Regions from separate parts of the Zea mays genome. Here regions 1 and 3 are each linked to region 2. A link is a contact called in public Hi-C data. All regions are on one chromosome and are shown on one strand. Each heading gives the region's core, a stretch centred on a gene start, on an enhancer-like site or on the middle of the called end of the contact. The rest is flanking DNA. Distances are from core to core; before and after follow the strand shown.

Region 1 (4,241 bases), core at 1,310-3,809, 140 kb before region 2:
ATGTCGCTTGATTTATGCTCCAGTTTAACTTGAGTAGCAGCGTCCATGAGGAGCTTCAATTTAACTTGAGTAGCAGCGTCCATGAGGTGTAGGTATCCTGTTTTGGGGGAACGCATCTGTTTTTGCTTTCAATTTCCTGCATTAGATCTCAATGTTAGAGAGATATGAATTGTCTGTTAAATATGTGTTAAATTAGCTTGATAAAAGAAGTGTATATCATAAGTTGACAAAAAATCATGCTTCTTTTGATTTCTAAATACAATAGATGCTATCATAGAAGAAATCCAAAACTAAATTGATAGCGACACATAGGACTATATTCTTGAATTTCTTGATCTCTGTTGGATGCCTCCGGACGAGCCTGGGGAGCGCGCCGTTCGCGACTTCAGCTTCCACGACATGGTCATTGAGATGCCACGCCACGACGTGCGCCTCTGGGACTTGGATGGCGAGGGGTCCGCGACGTGCAGCTTGCCTACGCGGAGCGTGTGCGGCAACTCAGGGAGCACCTTGCGGTGAAGTATGTTCAGGTAGAGCCGTAGAGGGGCTTTTAACGTGTGTGCATCCCATTTCTGCTTAGTTTGTCTTTATCATACGACTGAGACATATAGTAAACACAAATATGTTCATTTTCCAGATTGACTTGCTTCTACTATCCGATTGTTTGTGGATAACTTTTTTATGCTGATTTTATTATTATGTAGGTGGTCTCAGATGTGAAATGTGATGATCTAAATGGGGAGGAGAAGATGCATCAACATGAGATGGTGAGGGATATGGAAGCACAATAATTATCATGATTCCTGAGGCTAGCATAAAATTATTTATGCTTCCTTTAATGTTGTAAATAGTCTAATTCTTCTTATAAATCTTTTTTTTGCAGCCAAATACTGAAAACGATGATGGTGTCATGGCATTGTTACCTTCTATTGTTGCATGTTCCCTCCCATGCTTGGAGGTCCTAATCGAGGTCTGTAGTCTAATATGATAAGTAAAACACATGTATTCCCTCTGCTATATCTTCTTACTTCACGGTCATTTTCTACTAAGACCTTTGGCTCTTGGCACACAAGTCAAACTCATCACTGATATCTTGCATGATTTATTTGATTTCAATTTTGAAATTGTCCTCTGCACCCACAAAGATACATCCATTTCTATGATTCCATATCCACCATGCTACCAAATGATCAACAAATTAAATCCTCTATGATATTGTTGAGACCTTGGTTCCCCTTTCATACACGAGTTAGACACACACTTCTTGTATTTTTTAAGTTTACAGATGCTATGTAGCCTTTCGAACATTTATTATGAAACTATGTTCATGATTTGTTGTGTGATCACAAACAACTCTGGGAGTTAGGGCCTACGCCACTGCAGAGAGCTCCGGGAGGGAGGTTGCTGGTCAACGGCAGTCACGCGGCCGCCTCCATGGCATGGAAGCTTGAGGGGTCATATCCATGAGGGAGAGCGGAGGAGATCCGCCGAGTCCATTCTATAGAGTCCAGACTCCAGACCAGGATAGAGCAAGGCTGAGGCGTCCAGTTTCATCAATTCATCACGTCAGTTACCAGGCGCACGCCACATGGCTGATTACCAAGGCGAGCCTTTCCTGTCCTCTTCTCACCTTTCTTGATGTAATGTCCAGCTCCCGAACGGAAACACCATTGAAAATGTGTTCCTTGTTTGTGCGTAATTCAAAATTTACTGTTAGCCATTGTTCCTGAACAACCCTTGATTTTATTTCTTGAATGTGCACCTGATTCATCTAATGAAATCATGGAACCACATGTTGTGCTACTATTTTGGTTAAGAGCTACAATGATCTTAAGGCGGTTGTTTTGTATGTTGTCTCTTAATTTTGTCTATTTTATATATTTTATTTTGCATATGTATTGTTTTTTGCTGATTACAAAATGAAAAATGACTAATACCAACCATTAATAATTTGGGACTCACTAAGCAAAGCTAAAGATAAGTGTTTGAATAACTATCCATCTACCTATGTGATATATAAAGGCCACAACAACGCGGCATCTATGTAATCGTTGTGTACTAAAATTTATCGAATAACTTGTACGACGTAGCAACGCACGGGCACATACCTAGTTATAAAATAATTATAGAGAGAGAGAAAGAAAGAAAGAAAGAAAGAAAGAAAGATGCGTTCGTGGACCTTTCAAAGGCTGTTCTTGGACGTTTGTGTAGGTGCAGGAAGGACCTGACGGCGACGCGCGCGTACTTGCTGCATGCACGAGAGGGGGAAAAGATTGGTCTCACCAAGTCAGTCAACGTCCGCCCGTCCCGTCCCGTTTGAACGCGATGGCAAGTGTGGACGCCATGCAGATGCAGTGCAGCAAGCAACGTGGGGCTAACCTCTCCGTGGAAAACAAACAGATCAAGATTCATGGTGTGGTGGCTTGGACAGGTGCGCATATCATTTCTTGCTTTGCTTGAGAGTCCCAGCAAAGCTGCCTGTCTCGGAGTCGGAGGAGAGAGAGAGAATCCCGTTAGTCAACCCAGCGGATACGCGCAGCACACGCAGAGAAAAAACACATATAAATTCCACACCGCTCGCTGCCGTGCCCGCACCTGTGCTGTGCATAACGAACGCCAGCAAACAAACAGCGCCGCAACCCACCCTATAGCGCAGGAGGAGAGGAGCCCCTCCTCCCGTTCCCATAAATCCCATTCGCACGGCGAGGCGAGACGAGGCGAGGGCAACTGGGCCTGGGCTGCCGGCAGAGCTTGGACCGCTCGCCATGGCCGGCGGCGGGGAGAGGGAGGGCGCGCAGGCGATGGACTCCGGCGAGAAGCGCCTCAACGAGCTCGGCTACAAGCAGGAGCTCCGCAGGGAGATGGTACTACTTCCTTCCGGTTCCTATCTATACGCCATTTCCTGCCTCCTCCCTCCTTCTCTCTTCTCGTGTTCTTCGTACTAGTTCCTAGCATGTGTTCGTTTCTGGACATCTCGGACTCGGAGTCTCGGAGCCAGGTGCGCGGTGCGGCGACCAGGTTTCAATAGACCTACCTGCTCACTACGACGGACGGAGAACCGCCGCGTAGTACAAGCCTGTTCTTACCTCTCTCTCTCTCTCTCTCTCTCTCTCTCTCTCTCTCTCTCTCTCTCTCTCTCTCTCTCTCTCTCTCTCTTCTCGGTTCTCGAGATCTTGATGCACGTAACGTAACATACGCAAACCCGTGTGTGCCTGGCTGCACTGCAGACGCTGTTCAAGACGCTGGCCATCTCCTTCTCCACGATGACGCTCTTCACGGGGATCACGCCGCTGTACGGGAGCAGCCTGCAGTACGCGGGGCCGGCGCCGCTCGTCTGGGGCTGGGTCGTCGTCTCCTTCTTCACCTGCTTCGTCGGCGTCGCCATGGCCGAGATCTGCTCCTCCTTCCCGGTACGCCCCCGCACTACTCTATAGTCTCTCCGCGTTTTTTTTTTACCCTTTACTTTGGCTCCTGGTTCTGGTTGGTTGCGCCGGTCGTGCGACCTGCCAGCTTCCCATTTCAATGGCCATCACTTGCGTGCGTGTTTTTTTATTTACTGTTGCCATGTTAAGCAAGGGTACCTGTTTATAATTCCGTACCTAACCTATCTTCTGTGACCCTGTCCATTGCTCTGCATGCATACTGAACCATTGTTTTTTTTCTTCCATTGAAACATGTCTGCTTACTGATCCCAAAAGAACACCGATAAATGTCACACTCCATCCTAGATTAAGTTGCGATATCAAGTTTTACTGCCATGACTTTTCAACGACATTGTTCTGATATACGTACTTGTCTTCCTTCATCCTTCTTCTGAGAAAGGCTTGTTGGTTTCTGGCCACATATGTGCGTACTGACACAGTTTTTTCTTCTTTCTTTTTGAGAGCAGACCACTGGTTCTCTGTATTTCTGGGCTGCACATTTGGCAGGTCCAGTCTGGGGTCCGTTGGCGTCTTGGTGCTGCGCTTGGCTGGAGGCCATCGGCCTCATTGCCGGGATTGGCACACAGGTACCCTCTGTTTGTTTATCACTACTAATCTCGCCACACGCTGTAACTAAACCGTCTATAATAGGCCGCACTGCCGCAGTCAGTGCATTGGCCTTCCTCCGTTCTGAATTCCATCTGTTCTTCACACGGGCAAAATGGAAATTGCTAGCTGTCCGTTTCATTACTCTCTCTCTCTCTCTCTCTCTAGCTGGATTTCCTGCAGCAATCTTCTTCATCTGCTCGACTGCTCTTG
Region 2 (4,358 bases), core at 1,808-4,307:
CACACATAGACTATTACAACCAAGTCTCATTTGCTCACATCTCTCAACAAGCATAAGACACATTGCTCATGGAGAAGAGCCACTTGCTACATCTTCATTATTCTTAGAAAATTCTAGTACGTCTTCATCCTGTTAATGCACAAAAATAAGTCAGTTTTAGATAAATAAATACATATACAGCATGAATCGGTATGCAAGTAGTATGAAACAACAGTACCAACCCAAGTAAAAAAACAAGGCAGTAAGTAACTAATAATCTTTAAATATCTTATCCATCTCATTCTCATGATTCATTGCAGCAGCAATAACAAAGTCTAGCACCTCAAGATCATCAATCATTGTTGGAAATTTTGTAGCACCTTGAATGAGACAAATATGCATCAATATAAGTAAAATAATTGCTAGGTAACTATAAATTTGAACTTCATCATAATATATGCATTCACCTTTTCTAGATGCCGCTACCCAATCTTTTGTGCATATCAAAGCTTCAACAATCTCCGGACCAAGACGGTTGCGATAAGGATCAACAACACGACCACCAGCACTGAACGCAGATTCAGAAGCAACAGTTGACACTTGTATTGCTAGCACATCCCTTGCAATTTGGGTGAGAATAGGATATTTTGCAACCCTTCCCGTCCACCATAATAAAATATCAAATTGATCATTATGCTTTAAAAGGGGTTCTGACATATATTTATCCAATTCATTTGACTCTACTTGATCATAATCCTTCAATTCATGCAAATATTTTTGAAATTCATTGTCTTCATTTCCCATCGAGGTATCATCTGTACTATTATTAGTAGTTGTTTTTGTCTTTGGAGCTTAAGGAGTACGACTAGAACAAAATTCCCTAACAAAGTCCTTGCTCCCGCCCTCTTTACGCCTCGCTCCTCCGCTTGGCAAAGTCCCGACGCTCCCTCGCCGCCGCCCGCCGGGTCGCCTCCCACCTCGCCTCCTCCTCGTCATCGTCCCCCCCCCCCCCCCCTTCCACCTCGGTCTCGTTCACTCCAACATTCCTCTTCAACCGCGCCATCGAGTCCCTCGCTGCCTGCGGCAGTCTCGCCGACGCGCGGGAGATGTTCGACGCAATGCCACGCCGGGACGGCGGTTCCTGGAACGCCATCATCTCCGCCTCGTCCCGCGCCGGGCACCCTGCAGAGGCGTTCTCCCTCTTCGCTGACATGAACTCTCTTGGCATTCGCCCCAAGGATTTCACGCTGGCATCAGTGCTTGCCTGCTGTGCTGCTGAGTGCCTTGACCTGCGTGGTGCACAGGCAGCACAGCAGCTACATGGTCATATCGTGTACGGGAAGTGCCTCTCGCTTACGGACGCAAGGCGGGCGTTTGATGACATCCTGCAACCCAATGACGTTTTCATGGAACATAATCATCCGGAGGTATCGTCTTGCTGGTATGGGCGACATGGCAGTTCATATGTTTTTCATGATGTTACGGGCTGGCGTTAGGCGGCCGCTGGTATATACTGTCGCACATGCAATGCTTGCTTGCCGGGATAGCTGCGCACTTAAAGAAGGGAAGTGCATACATAGTTTAGTTTTGTGCTCCGGCGAGGGTATGACCACCACCACATACATGTGCGGAGCTCTGTTGTAGACATGTATGCCAAGTGCGGCGACATTGATGCAGCACAAAGGCTCTTCAACCTGGCCCCAAAGAAGGATGTGGTGATGTCCACTTCGGTTGTGTCAGGGTAGAGTTGGCTGTTTGTGGGAGGATCGCTGATGCAAAACTGGTGTTTGATGGCATGGAACAACACAATTTGGTGTCCTGGAATGCTATGTTGACTGGTTATGTCAAGCCCATGGATCTGGCCGGTGCTTTAGATTTGTTCCAGCAGATGAGGCAGAGGAGACGAAGGAGCTTGATGTAGTTACACTGGCTTCTGTACTCAATGCCTGTACAGGGCTGCTTGACCTTGGGAAAGGTGAGGAGCTCCATGCACTTGTGAGGTTGTATTCCAAATGTGGATGCCTGAGGACTGCAGAACGTCTTCTTCTATTTGAAATGGGATCAGAGAGAGAGAGAGAGAGAGAGAGATACTCCTGGAACTCGATCATCTCAGGTTACGAACGCCACTCCATGAGTGCGGACGCTCTCAGCATGCCCTACCCCTACGTGAGATGCAATCCGAGGCAAAACCTAGCCAGTCAACGTTTTTCAGCTCTGCCCTTGCAGCCTGTGCGAACATATTTCTGCTTAAGCATGGGAAGCACATTCATGCATACATGATCAGAAACAGGAACGACATTGACGATATACTGCGAAGTGCGCTGGTTGATATGTATTCCAAGTGTAGGCTGTTTGATTATTCCGCCCGGGTCTTTGAGTTAGGGTCATCTAATGATGTCGTCCTGTGGAATTCTATGATCTTTGCATGCGCGTACCATAGTGAAGGTGACTCTGGTTTCGTGTATCTGTGAGGGGCATGTCAGGTTGGGAAGGAGTTACTTCACTCTGATGAGTACAACAGCATCGTTCCACGGATCGAACACCATGAATGCATGATCGAGCTGTTGGGAAAGCATATGGATACATGGTTGAGCTAGAGGATTTCGTGGACCACATGCCCTTTGAGCCAACAACCGCCATGTGGCTCAGGATCTTTGACTGCTGCAGGGAATATGGGAGCAGAAAATTAGGGGAGAGGGCTGCGCAGCGCATCAATGATAGCAAACCGTCATATTTGTTCAGTCCGCTCCTGTCTACGAATGCAGTGGCTGTGACGATGCAGAGCCCATGTCATTCTTGCTGAGGCTGACAAAACTGGTGATGATTGATTGAGATTCTTGCTGAACTGTGAGGGGTTTTAGGTGGCTGAGAAGCTGAATGGGCTGTCTGAGATGCCACAAACTTGAATTTGATCTTTTAGCTGCCTATGAACGGGTACAATCAGCACTTACGATAGTGATACCCTGCTAAGACAAGAATTCAGGCTGAAAACAGCTCATGTTCCCTCGCCACTCCCTCGCGGCTCCATCTGCGCCGTGCCCCCCCCCCCCCCCCCCCCCCCCCCCCCCCCTCAAATCACCAGGTCCACCACCACGGCACGCCCACGCCCACCGATCGGGCTCCCAGGATGATGGCGGTCGGTGGAAGACACGACACCGTATGCCCTCCTGTCGGCGGATCGATCGACCCAGATGGATCTGAGAGTCTGAGCTGAGTACGTACGTACGCACGTTCACTGTTACAGCGTTACGCATCCGGTACACGTCACATGTCAGTCAGTGGCACACGGTGAAACTCGGCAGCCGGATTCTTCTGCCACTGCAGTCCAGGCCAGGTCCAGTCACCGCGGCGACACGAGCGTGGATCCGCTCCGGGTTCCATATGCCGCGCGCGTGTTGGTTTTCGCACGGCCGGCACTGGACCACGGGGTGCCGCGCCACCTACTGGGCGGGGGCGGGGGCCGTGGTCCGTGGACACAGGCGCGGCAACAATCACTGCTAGACTTCGCCCAAGGGTTAACAGCAGCAGCGACGTCATCATCTATATCTATGCCTCGCCACCATCGATCGACGGATTCGAGAGTGTCAGGAATGGATATGGACTTCACCTCCCCGGCTGCCACTTCGACAGCAGCCGCAGCGACGACGACGTTCGAGCCGCCTGCCGCTGCTGTCGTCGTCGCAGGCCCACTTTCGGCGGCGGCGTGGCGCCAGCTCCCGTTCCCCCCGTTCGCGGCCGCCAGCTCGACGGCACCCACACCACCCTGCAGGTCCCCTCCCTCTCCTCCCGCCGCCGCCGCCGCACTCAAACGCACCGCCATGGCCGCAGCGCGACAAGGGCCGGCGGGGGCGGGAGCAGACGCCGCGGTGGAGGACAGGATGGACCTGCTGTGGGAGGACTTCAACGAGGAGCTGGCGCGCGGCCTGTGGCCGGAGTCCTCGGACTACTCGTCGGACGCGGAGTCGGAGCCCGCGGCGGCCCGCGGGTGCGCCCCTGCGCTGCGCCCCTCGTCCAGGGCCGGCGCGGCCCGGCACTGCCGCCGCCGCGCCGGCACGTGGGTGCTGCTCATCAGGATCTTCCGGAGGCTCTTCGTCATCGAGAAGACCGTCGCCGCGGCCACGGCGAGGGCGAGCTGACGCGACGCGAGCGTGCTTGCGCAGCCAATGCGAGCCCCTCTTCCCACGCAGGCAACTGGCGCCTCCAGCCCTCCATGGATGGTACGGTGTGCTGCTGAGCCTAAAGTGCGAGCTGCCTCTTCGAGGAAGAACCGTGCATGCATGCTTCCTATGCGAAAACGTACGGTGGCTAGTAAATTATACTGCTGCTCCATTAGAGTAGAGACACGTTCTTGACGCTGCAAATAAATAGGGTTCAGTTGT
Region 3 (4,193 bases), core at 182-2,681, 200 kb before region 2:
GACATGGCGGACATCGTCGACCCGCCCGTGGTCACCGTGGCCACGCCGACCGCTGGCACCACCACCGTCCCGACGGCGGCGGCCGCAGCACGCACAGCTCCCGGGGACGGCGCGGGGACGGGGATTGGCAAGCAATCGAAGCCGGCGACGGCAACAGCCGACGCGGAGATGTCGAAGAGCCGGGCGGTGAGGCTGAGCAGGCGGCTGAAGCAGCTCAACGGCTACTCGTCCCTGTGCAACGTGCTCTGTCTCATGTCCCTCACCTGGCACCTCGTGCACCTCGCGCGCCGCCTGCACGCGGGCACCGCCTGCTAGGTTGATGATATGGGTGGCTTCGTGGTCTCTTGTAGGAGTTTACTAGTTTCTGATGTAGATGTGTCACGACTCACGTTGGCGACTTCCCCGTAGTTTAGGCTTCAGTTTGTGTTCGGCTGGTTTCTGTTTCACTTGTGTTGGGTAGTAGTAGGGTTAGTGTGTACTTTGGATGTACCAAGTAATACTCATATGTGTAAGTTTAGGCTAGTCTTATCTGATAATGTGAGGTCAGCAGGGCGTGCTTGTCTCGTGGTGGACTGGTTGTGGTGATGGTATGGCTGCTGACCCGGCACGGCTGGTCCTCATAAAATGCCAATAGAATTTGACTACTGGTGTATGGTGTAAGATGGCAATGGTTATCCAAAACCCGTCGGTTTTTCTCTATTAGCAATGGTTTTCTCTATTAGCAATGGGTACCTGAAATTAGGTGGGTTTTTCTCAATTAGGGTATGGGTGTCTAGTAGAATATAAGTTTGGTCAACTTCTCTATCTATGGTATTAATGGTTTAAATGGAAACCCAATGGATATGTCGGTAGGTTTGTTCTTCTACTACATGTTCGTAAACTCATGTTTTTAAAACTCGCTTTAAAATCAACATTTCTTATAAATATGTTTTATAATATTATTCAATATATCTTATAATATTATTAATTATAATATTATTAATTGAATAGGTTTTAAACTTCACTTAAAAAAGTTAAAAAAGTTTAAGCTAAAATTAATTATCATTTGTTCCTTATATCTCGGTTTATTTTATTCTGGTTTATTAATGTGATAAATTATTTTATATTGATGTTAGTGGGTATCCGAAACCCGCATGAGTTTAGCAAAATTATGGATATTTTTTAGTGAGCTTATTTTTTTCTCCATGTATATTGGGTTTGAGTTGGGCAAATAATAGGCAGCGGGTTTTCACCCATAGCCATGTCTGTGCCAGCCTGCGCAACTAGTAGAGTATTATAGGTTTCCGGCCCAATCGGTTCCACATCCTCAGCCCATTGACGAGCAATTACTAGTGGGCCTGCCAGCCAGTGCCAAGGTGCGATAACGAGCGGCGCCGCGGCGGGTCAGGCAGACGCCACAGCGCTAGCGGCATAGCCGGCGACAGAAACAACCGATGCCACTCCTCGCCGTCTGTCCCCGCCGCGTTCCGCCGCTTTCGCTCGCGCGCCGCCACCGCCGCAGCTTGTATCGGGCCCGGTCCCTCGCGCTCAAATGCGAGGTCTCCTCTCCTCCGCTACTTCTGACCCGGAGGATGTCCGCCGCTGGCTCGCTGCTTGTCGCTGTCGTCCCCGTCCCCGCGCCGTCGCCGCAACTCCCCGTCGCCTCCGCGTCGGAGTTGGAGACGGAGACGGCGGAAGGAGAGAGCGGAGCTTCTGAGGGGTTAGCATTGGAGCGTTACACCGACCAGGAGCAGGGCTTCACCCTCCTCAAGCCGGCCTCCTGGCCCAAGGTAAGGGATTAGTTTGGACCTGAACGACGTCGATGCTGCGTTGACCACGTAACGTGGCCGCAGGAGAGTTGTGTGCTTTGGGGTTGTTGATTGCGCATGTGGAATTGCTGTTCTGAAGCCGTGTTGTGGTTGGTGAAGGTGGAGAAGGCGGGCGCGACGGCGCTGTTTCAGCAGGAGGGAAAAGGGAGCAACAATATTGGGGTTGTCGTGAACCCTGTCCGGCTCAATTCGCTGGCGGAGTTCGGGACGCCGCAGTTCGTTGCGGACAGGCTTCTGCAAGCAGAGAAGAAAAAGGTAGAAATGCACGAACAGTATTCTCTTGGCATTGCAACTTTGCAGTGCCTCCGGTCAGGGCGACTTGTGAGCTTGACATTTGAAGTACACTATTTGTATGGACCACTAATGTGTTGATCAGGATTCAGGAGGTTCTCGTTGATGCCTGTTATCTATGTACAGCTGGTTAGATCTTCGGCACTGGTAGCTTCCTGGCAGCTGACTGAATCGTTTCGCTTGTAAAACAGGAAAGTACCAAGTCTGCCGAGGTGATTTCAGTGGGAGAGAGGTCAGGTCATGGTGGCTTGACAGTGTATGAGATCGAGTACACGCTGGACAGCACAAGGGGAGGGATGAAGCGGATCTTCTCGGGTGCGTTTGTCGCTTCAAGGAAGCTCTATCTGCTCAACATAGCCTATTCAGACACCCAGGAGAAGCCCTTGGACAGGGAGACAAGAACCGTTCTGGAAAAAGTTCTCCATTCTTTTGATTCTGTATAGGTGATATTTTTTTATAGCCGAGGTATGGCACCTTTTCTTATTTTCGGAATTTCTTTCACTTGAAAATACAGTCGCAAGTAATTGTTTGTTTGTAAAATGAGTGCTGACCAAAATAGCTGCAGTGTCCATGTGTCCAATACTGTTGCACTTGCACCTTTATCAGTGATTTCAGGTTATAAGTAATTTCAGTTCAGATAATGAGCTTCATCTTCTACAGATTGGTAGTATTTGTGTCACCAGGCAGTAAAATGTTGTGACCTTTGATTCCTAGCCTGGCATTACTGCATCTGTAATATCCTGGACAAAGCGTGGGGTGGTGGCAGTGTTATTCCTTGAAAAATCTGTAACGCCTATTGAACTCCCTAAAGTTTATCTGAATTCCAGGATCACTTCATTTAAATGCTGGTCTGTGCTGACTGCTGACTTGGGCACAATTTTTGAAGCAGCTGTGATATACGGTTAGATGAAAATAAGGAGCAAGCGATAATTTTCCTAATCATAGAAACTGCAGGATCCGTTCCTGTTTTCATGGAATTAGGAGTAAGTTGTTTGTTTTGCTATAACGATATTTTGTAATTCATAAAATTATTATCATACAAACTTTATATGGACATGCTAGAGTGATTAGGCAATGTTATAGCAGACTGCTCTAGAGATGAGGCACATCATCATGTCTTCCTGTTTTTTTTTCTTTTTTTTCTGCATTTCCTGATCAAGGTATCATCACGGCATATTTAGAAGCCAAAATCCTTGGTTCTCACGATATCGGCTGCAAAATGTATGTATATTAACACTTGAATTCTTGTGATTATCATTAAAATGTAAGAAAGAGATTATTACACGATCATGTCATATGTTGCAATCTTGTCATCTAAATCTAATGGTATTGCTGTATAGGAATTATCACATTTGCCATCCTCAAACAGTCAAACTCTGCTGATAAAATCAAAGAACAATGCGCACTTGCAGGACACAGATTGCTTTCTCATATGGATAAAGCATATTCTCAGCCTTGAATGTTTAAGCACCTCATTATTCTCCAAAAAGGACACGTGAGATTTCTCTACTGGAAGAAACATTTTATATCTTTCAAAGGGCTCTTTTGGACATTCTGAAATAGGGTTCTTTTGGACCGTTTCCTTGGCTTTATCCTTCAGATGACATATGAGGGAGAATATTTGCTAAAGTAGACACTTTTGACTCAGGCAACCAAGACTCTATAGCGCCTTGTTGGGATGTGGATAGCATATGAATATATGATGGTAGCACAGGTGCAGTTGTCAGCGGTTTGAGCTATTTTAGTATCCTATATTCTTTATTCGAGTGTTAGAAAAAGGTATAGATAGTCCTACGTAGATAGATGTTGATACTCTGTATCTGTAGAGAGGTGCACAAGATTATTGTGGTTGTGCGAGATGAGCTGTGGTGGTGTTTTTAAGACAGAGAAACGGTACTCCTTAAGGGCTAATTTGGCAATTCCATTTTTTCTAAGGATTCTCATTTTCTCAAAGTAAAATGAACTGATTTGTCTTGAGAAAATAAACTAATTTTTATTGAGAAAATAGGAATCTCTTGGTAAAATAAAATAGCCAAACTAGCCCTAAGAAACGCTTTTTCAAATGCAGCCGAATTGTCAAGGTTGTTAGCGATT

What was found. A called contact is a pair of places that touch in the nucleus more often than the background predicts.
Region 1: a Hi-C map of bundle sheath shows a contact between it and region 2, with 5 times the contacts expected there. The contact joins the promoter of LOC100281764 here to the promoter of LOC103641661 in region 2. A contact is called at or near these places in 5 of 25 Hi-C or Micro-C datasets (bundle sheath, ear, leaf and 1 more).
Region 3: a Hi-C map of ear shows a contact between it and region 2, with 2.6 times the contacts expected there. The contact joins the promoter of LOC100272548 here to the promoter of LOC103641661 in region 2. A contact is called at or near these places in 2 of 25 Hi-C or Micro-C datasets (ear and tassel).

What each region holds. Positions count from the first base shown.
Region 1 is chr10:120,236,239-120,240,479 of Zm-B73-REFERENCE-NAM-5.0, forward strand. It overlaps LOC100281764 (amino acid permease), which reads left to right and starts at 2,560. Exons shown (of 6, transcript NM_001154684.2): 1 at 2,560-2,864; 2 at 3,228-3,410; 3 at 3,890-4,009. The coding sequence starts at 2,766.
Region 2 is chr10:120,372,814-120,377,171 of Zm-B73-REFERENCE-NAM-5.0, forward strand. It overlaps LOC103641661, which reads left to right and starts at 3,058. Exons shown (of 1, transcript XM_008664988.2): 1 at 3,058-4,358. The coding sequence starts at 3,528. The coding sequence ends at 4,115. It also overlaps the pseudogene LOC103642758.
Region 3 is chr10:120,175,459-120,179,651 of Zm-B73-REFERENCE-NAM-5.0, forward strand. LOC100272548 (PsbP domain-containing protein 2 chloroplastic) reads left to right here and starts at 1,432. Exons shown (of 3, transcript NM_001147016.1): 1 at 1,432-1,769; 2 at 1,908-2,063; 3 at 2,291-2,939. The coding sequence starts at 1,434. The coding sequence ends at 2,542. It overlaps LOC103641657 (seed biotin-containing protein SBP65), which reads left to right. Exons shown (of 2, transcript XM_008664986.4): 2 at 1-702. The coding sequence ends at 315.